2 separate regions of the Athene noctua genome follow, and region 1 is linked to region 2. The links are chromatin contacts, called in public Hi-C maps. All regions are on one chromosome and are shown on one strand. The core of a region is the stretch at or near the end of the contact, and the rest is flanking DNA. Distances in the headings are between cores, read along the strand shown. Region 1 holds the start of SLC2A11 (solute carrier family 2 member 11). Region 2 holds the start of LOC141967533 (carbonic anhydrase 15-like).

Region 1 (3,748 bases), core at 440-2,939, 140 kb after region 2:
TTACTCCTAAAGGCCAGATACTTTGTGAAACAGAAGCTTTACAATTATTGCTGGCAATGCAATATGCCTCCATCTCCACCAGGTCCCATCTCTAAGATTCCTGGGGATACACCATTTCTCACTGCCAGGTAGTGCCTTTCTATTTTACAGAAATAAGCAAGCCTGTCTGTCATTGCTGTTACTGCCTTGCTGTCTTTGTAGCTTACATGGAAAAGGGAACCATTTCTGGAACAATAAGCAAATACCACATGGCCAAACCCATTACACAAGGCCTGTCAGCTATCAGTCCTGATTAAATGATGGGTAGTTAACAAGGGAAGGGTATAAAACTAACATGCTAGTGAAAGATAAGCCAAAAGACAAAGATGAAAGGTCACCAAAGAAGCCACTATTACAGTGGGATTAAACCTTTTCAACTCATTAGAATTTAGCTAGAGCCTCTTGGGAGTAGAGGAGGGGCTTCTACTGCACAGAGTTATTTAATTTTTAACCAAGATATTAAAAAAGAACTGAGTTTCAATTTTGTACTCCCAGGGAATCACACAAATCCATCCTATGAAGGCTCCTCTGCCATGCCTCTCTATGAACAACTGTGGTGGAGCTCAGTTGATTCCTTGATCGATATCTCCCAAGCACAAACCCAGTTATAGTCCTTGGTATAATCAGTGCTGTTGCCCTCAGAAGGGCTCTTCTCTCTGCTCTCTGAGGCTGTAGGGAGAACAAGGCTTTAAGAACAGCAGGATAATGCTGTGCGACAGGGTGTGACAACTCACAATGAACTGAGAACATTTTGATCAGATAGTAATTCTTCCCCCAGCAGCCTGCTTTCTCATCAGCACCACCTTTACCTGCAATGCTATATATTAGGTAGATATATTACATATTATGTAATGTGCACTTTAATATAGCATATAATGTAATACAAATCATGTATTATACATTTTAGACACAAAAAAAGTCACATGGCATATGTAAAACCAAAGCTCTCTGGATCCTGTGAGACAAAAGCCAGAGGTGATCATTTGATGAAAAAATTGAGTGCTGTAAGTGTTGCTGCTCGCTCGATGCCAGGTTGTGGAGAGGGAACAGGATTGCTGCCTTCTGTGCATCAGTCCCTTGTCAGCAACAGCTGGATTGCCTGTATGTCACCAGGAATCTAGACAGGAGTAGAGTGAAAGGGCTTGGCATCAAGAGGGATTTGAAAGTTCTGGGGTTTGTTCATTCCTGTCACTGACAGCACCAAGGGAAATAGTCTGGTACGTCTTTCAGATCTTAGATTGGGTTCCAGGTCAAATACAGTTGGAAAAAAATCTGTAGTTTACTCCTGCTTTGATCACACTTAATCAGACAAGCACTACTGAGCAACTGTGCCAGACGCTTTGAGAGGGAATTTATGCTGTAAACCATACTGGCCTTCAAGAGGATTTAGACAGCTCTGAATCCTGCAGATTCATTTCCCAGCCTGTCATCTACTTTCAACAAAATTAATTGAACTGTCTTGCTAATGAACATGCAGCCCCATTTTGAGAATGTAAATCAGCTGGCAAAACACCTGCCAAGTCAAGTGTCTTATCCTAATGTAATGGGTGACCAAATACACATTCCTATGCTGGAGATTTAAATAATCCTTTAGAGAATTTCTGAGAGTACCAGAGGCTTTAGCAGACAGAAGAAAACCTACCAAAGAGGATGAACAAGCTGCAGAGACTGGTAAAAAACATCTATTTTACTATTATTGTTGATAGATCATTTTTTTTTAATTTGCATTTTTATAAGGCTGTGTAAGTACTATCATGTTCTAGTATGTAAGTGTAAGTACTTACATGTAAGTACTTACACAGTCTGTGTAAGTACTATCATGTTCTAGTGTGTAAGTACTATCATGTCCAACTCCTCACAGTTCTTGGGATAAAACTGAGGACTGATGGCTCTCCTGGCAGCTGCATGCCACCACTGTGGCTGGGACAGTAGTGCAGAAGCCGGGTGTTAAGGAAGGTTTGGGAAGGTCACCCTGTAAATATAACTCAGCTCTGATCACAGACCTGTTTGGTGTCTCCTGAAGGGAGAAGCAAACCATTTTCCTTTAGCTCATGGCCACAAAAGAGCTCTGTGATACGGGACCTGGTGGGGGATGTACTCTATAATGAAAGCAGGAAAATGAGCAGGAGTGTTAGATTCCTAGGCATTGTGATTAAAAAAGAAATGTGCTATTGTAGGGAGACAAAATCTTTCTCACTTGGAGAACTAAAATAACTGGGAAGAGCAGGGATCTCAGGTGCACAATCCTTAGCTCGCGTCTCAGTAACAAGACAGGAAAGTGGTGTAGCCAAGGAAAGTGTAAGCAAAACGTACCTGCTTCTAACTGAAGAGAGCTCGATCTCTTCCTGCCACAGGGTTGGAACAGTCTGGCTTAATTTCTGTCCTGAGAGAACATCCTGTCTCAGGCTGATATGGAAGTTATTTACGAGAAAAGCCTTTCAGGAATGGAAAAATCTAAGATTATTTGAATTTGTGATTTTAAAGCTATTGCAAATCTAGGAAAAACTTTCTTTTTCTTTAGTAGATATCTCTGTAAGAACAGGTAGAGGAGAAAAAGCTTCCCAGCTCTGGGTTATCTAAGTTGTTCTCAGGGTCAAGGGAGTTATATTCATGTAGCAAAACACAATCTATCCTGAGGTGCCCTGCACTAACTGGCAAACAGCCAAGCCTGAGCATGGGCCTTTCGCGTCACTCACAGAGCTGTCCCACTCTGGCAAAGGCCAACCTGGCCCTGGGCCACACAGAACATTGTGCAGGAGGTGTCAGGCTAAAGGCCAGGGGCCCCCAGCAAGCTCAGAGTGGTCTTGAGACATGGAGCAGTGTTCCCAGTCCAAGAACACCATCAGGGCATGGCTTGCCAGTCACAGGATCTCAGGTGAGGTAACCAAAGGCACAGGTACAAAATAGGTTGAAAAGGATGGAGGGTGACACAGAGAGAGACCAAACAACGGGGTGGGGTGGCTGCAATGAGGAAGGGATGTTCAGTGATTCTGAGATGAACATGGAGACATGATGCTGCTGACACTCAGCTGTGCTGCTCTACAGAAGCTGCGGGTCAGTTTGAAAGCAGTCACACAGGAAAGCATCTGGACAAGAGTGGCAAGAATGACATGAGGCTTACAAACATGACAGAGGAGGAATGATCAACAAAACTGTTTAGAAAGCTTCTATAGAGTGTCTCTGTTTCTCCACAGTTAGCCCCAGTGTTGTTCTGATATGGGACACTCATACTATCACATTCAGGGCATCCTACTGCAAGGGGAAAATATGCATGTTTTTTGCTTGCAGGCCTGCCAGTGAGCTCTCAGTTGCCATACTGTGTCAGCCAAGACAGCTTGTTCTACACCCTTCAAAAAGTCAAGAGACCTCATGTTTATACCAACACCCTGATCCCATGATGCTGTATGAAGCAGCCCCATTCATCTGCCCTTGATTCTGAAGAAACAGCAGTGGTGTTGGACAGCAATATGAGCAATGGGCAATACTGACAAAGAAATTACCTCAGAGACCAGAACATGGCATAGGACCCACTGTCTGCCACATATTTAATGTATATCATAATACTGAGGGTGTAGAACATATTCTGGCTGAATACACAATTACAGACTGCTAAACACAAGAACATGTGGGAACAACTGTGTAATGAGAAGGTTCAGCAAAGAGGTATTTTCTGCTCTGTATAACATGTGAAGTAGCATAGGAAAGGGAC
Region 2 (3,346 bases), core at 110-2,609:
AGCCAGAGCCCATCCCCGGCCAAGCTGGCAGCAGGAGGCTTCTTCCTGCTGCCCTCATGCTGCTGCCGGGTTTGTTCATCCTGGCAGTGACTCGGCAGAGCTCCCGGCCAGGGCCAAGTGCCGGTGAGAGGAGCTGCAGGCTGGGCCCCATGGCCTCCTTTCCACTGCTGCCTGAAGATGGCAGGGATATTTTAGGAGAATGTGACAACACTATGCTCCTGTGTTTTCAGCCACTTCCTACCTGCCCACTGCGAGAGAGTAGCTCTGCTGGCAAGATACTGGCTCCTGTGGGACCTGCCTGGACGGCTGCAATGAGGATGGTGAGTGCTGCCTCCATGGTGGGGAGCTCAACAGCCATGTGCACCAGCCCGGGATGCCTGCACTGGGCTCCTGTGCTGCTCAGGCGGGTGCTGAGGCCCCTGCCCTGGCACTGCCCCCCTGCCCTGGCTGGCCAGTGCTGTGTAACTCTGAACCTGGGTTGCCACTGTGCGGCCTCGTGCTGGCTGAAGGGGAAAGGACCAAATCCTGCTCCATCAGTGTGCTGCTCCTTGGTGACCCCGGGGACTGAGGGTCCCCCATAGCAGGGCTGCAGAGGCCACCTGTGCCCCAAGGATGGGGTGCCGTGAGTTGCCCCAGGAGGGGCCTCTGTTTGCAGGGATGAGCAGGGTTCGGCTGTGGCTCCCTGTGGCACTGCCCACCCCTCATCAGGGCCCCCGATGGGAGCCACCACCCTCCTGCTGTGGAGGATGCAGGACCTGCTGCTGGCTGAGGGGTTGCCAAAGCTCGGGGGGAAGGTTGTCCCACAGCATCTGCCTGCAAAGTGTGGGAAGGGGATGGGGCAGAGCGGGTGCCTCCAGCCCCTTCTGACTACTGGCAACCCTCCTGAAGCCCATCTGAGGCCCTACGGCACCGTGCAGGGGTGGGATGGGGCACAGCAGGGATGCAGCCCAACTCCTGCTTTGGGGTTGGAGAGCAGGATGGTACTGGGTAGCTACCCCCGCACCCCTCGGAGGGGATTAGGTAGTGTGCTGCACCCCCAGGCTTTGCCAGCCCCCTGCTCTCCTGCCTTGTCCCTGCTGCCGGCCCTTGGGCTGGCATCCTGGGCAGGGGCCTGGCACGGCGCATGGGGCTGGCTGGGGGCCGGGCCGCTCCCCCCCGCCCCCCCCACCCCCCCCCCCCCCCCGGCTCCCTCCTAGCATCCGAGGAGTTAAATACTCAGCCCTTGTGATGAATATTTAACAGCAGAGCACAGGCTGGAGCGGAGGATTTCTCCGGGCTGCCTGGGCGCTGGCAGCGCTGCCTCCCGCCCCAGCCCCGCCGCCTGCCCGGGCGCACTGCGGAGGAGGACGGGGCGTCGCGGCGGGGCCGCCTGCCCGCTGCTGCCCGCCCCTGCCACCAGCATGGGGACGCAGGGGCTGGGGATAACTTTTCTGACTTTGCCTCTCGTCGTGCGAGCAGCCGCGGGAGGTGAGATGCGCTGCTTGCCCGCCCCCCTCCCGGGGTGGCCGGAGGGGACGGCGGGTCCCTGCGGTGGGAGAGGATGAGGGGTTGCGGGGTGTGGGGCTGGGGTGCGCCTGTGCCAGTCCTGTTTATTCCTTTCCTTTTCCCACATGCTGGGGGAGTGATGCGGGGATGGGGGGAGCTGCACCAGTAGGGCTGGAGGCAGGGACTGGGGGATCTGGTCTGGCCCAGGAGCCATCTCCAGCCCTTCCACTATCCTCCTGCCCTCCCACCATCCTCCTCCCCACTGGTGGATGTCCCCGCTGTGATGCCAGGCTCAGGGAGGTCTCAGCCTGCCTGGGGCTACCTGACCTGGCAGGAGGTGTCTCGGTCAGGCTCCCCTTGGGGTAATTCGGATTTTGGGCTTCAGCCCACCCACTCCACAGACCTGCACCACTGGGAGACACCAATGAGGATGAAACCTCTGAGCAAACTGGCACTGCTGTCCCAGGACTGAGGTGCTGGGGTGCTCACCTGTCTTTGGGCCAGGCTTGGCTCCTGCCAGAGGATGCTTGAGGTCAGGCGAGGTCTGGTGGGTGCGGATCCAAGGGTCTCCCAGGAGCTTGGCCTCCCCCTGGGCAGGGAGGAAATCTTGAGGTCCCTGCCCTGGGGACACTTTTGAGTCCTGTACTGTCCTGCTCCCGGCTCTCCTCTGGGGCTGGTGTCTCCTGTACAGCCATAGCAAGGACTGGGGTGTGGTGCTGCACGCTGGGGCGATGGGCAGCACAGGTGGAGGCAGGCAGCGCTGCCTTCGTCCTGCTGGTCCGAGTAGTTGTGGCTGCCATGAGAGCGTGGCTCAGCTCACCTGCAGCTGGCCCCATTGGCACGTCCTCTCGGCCAGCAGTGGGGACCTTTTGTGTAGGCTGGCCCCAGGCAGCACCGGGTTGCTCTGTGCCTCCTGTCAGGAGCAGGACAGGGAGCTGAGGAGGGATGTGAGCTGATGAGGGGTGTGCTCCCTGGCTCCCATTGCAGAACCAGTGGTCCTGGGTGGATGTGCAGACAGCAGGAGCAGGGCTCCAGTTTCCTCGGCATCTCCTTGGCATCCCCACGTCTGCTGCACTGGCACCCGGCATCGAGCGTGTGGTCCTGTAGCCACCCCGAGCGCAGGCAGCAGTGCTGGTGGGAGTTCGGCAGCTCTGGCTGAGGTGGCCCTGAGTGATGGGGCTGAGTGACGGGGTGAGCCGTTGTCCCCGCAGCATGGGCAGAGGCCTGCCCACCACCACCCCCTGCCTGCTGCAGCCCCCAGCAACCGCCTTCTGCTGCCAGCCCACCCACCGGGAGCTGCAGAAAGCACCAGGGGAGGGCTGCAGCAGCCCCCCCTCTGCTCCCCACTCACCCAGGGCTGCTGGAGGGCGGGCAAGGTGTCTGGTGTGGAGCGAGGGTCTGCCTTGACTCCCCAGGGTGGGTAAGGAGGGGATGGCCCCACAGCAGCTGGGAAAGGAGCCCTGCGAGCAGAGAGCTTTGGTCGCCTTGGAGCGGAGCAGAGTGATGCTGAGGGAGGTTTCCCTGCGGAGCGGCCGGGGGAGGTAGGGAGGGTGCGAAAACACCAGTGCCAAGAATAACCGGGATGAACACAAGTGCCGGCGGGACCCCGACTGCGATGAGGGGTGCCCTCACTATCGGGGGGGAAGGGTCTGGGAGTGGGTGCCTGTCTCTACCATCACCTGCCCTGAGCTCTCCTCTCTCCCACAGGGCAGTGGTGTTACGACTCACAGGACCCCAAATGCGGTGAGTGGTGCCATGTGTGGGGTGGGGGGTATCGGGGCTGTGTGAGGCTTGGACCCCTGTGTCTCCTCACAGTGCCTGGCTGAGGGCACCCTAGGCAGAATCAGCGAGGCCGCAGTGG

The links. A called contact is a pair of places that touch in the nucleus more often than the background predicts.
Region 1: a Hi-C map of heart shows a contact between it and region 2, with 3 times the contacts expected there. The contact joins the promoter of SLC2A11 here to the promoter of LOC141967533 in region 2. A contact is called at or near these places in 2 of 2 Hi-C or Micro-C datasets (heart and liver).

Annotation. Positions count from the first base shown.
Region 1 is chr17:10,846,725-10,850,472 of bAthNoc1.hap1.1, forward strand. SLC2A11 (solute carrier family 2 member 11) reads left to right here and starts at 1,690. Exons shown (of 12, transcript XM_074921100.1): 1 at 1,690-1,710. The coding sequence starts at 1,690.
Region 2 is chr17:10,704,712-10,708,057 of bAthNoc1.hap1.1, forward strand. LOC141967533 (carbonic anhydrase 15-like) reads left to right here and starts at 1,360. Exons shown (of 8, transcript XM_074921419.1): 1 at 1,360-1,467; 2 at 3,193-3,228. The coding sequence starts at 1,401.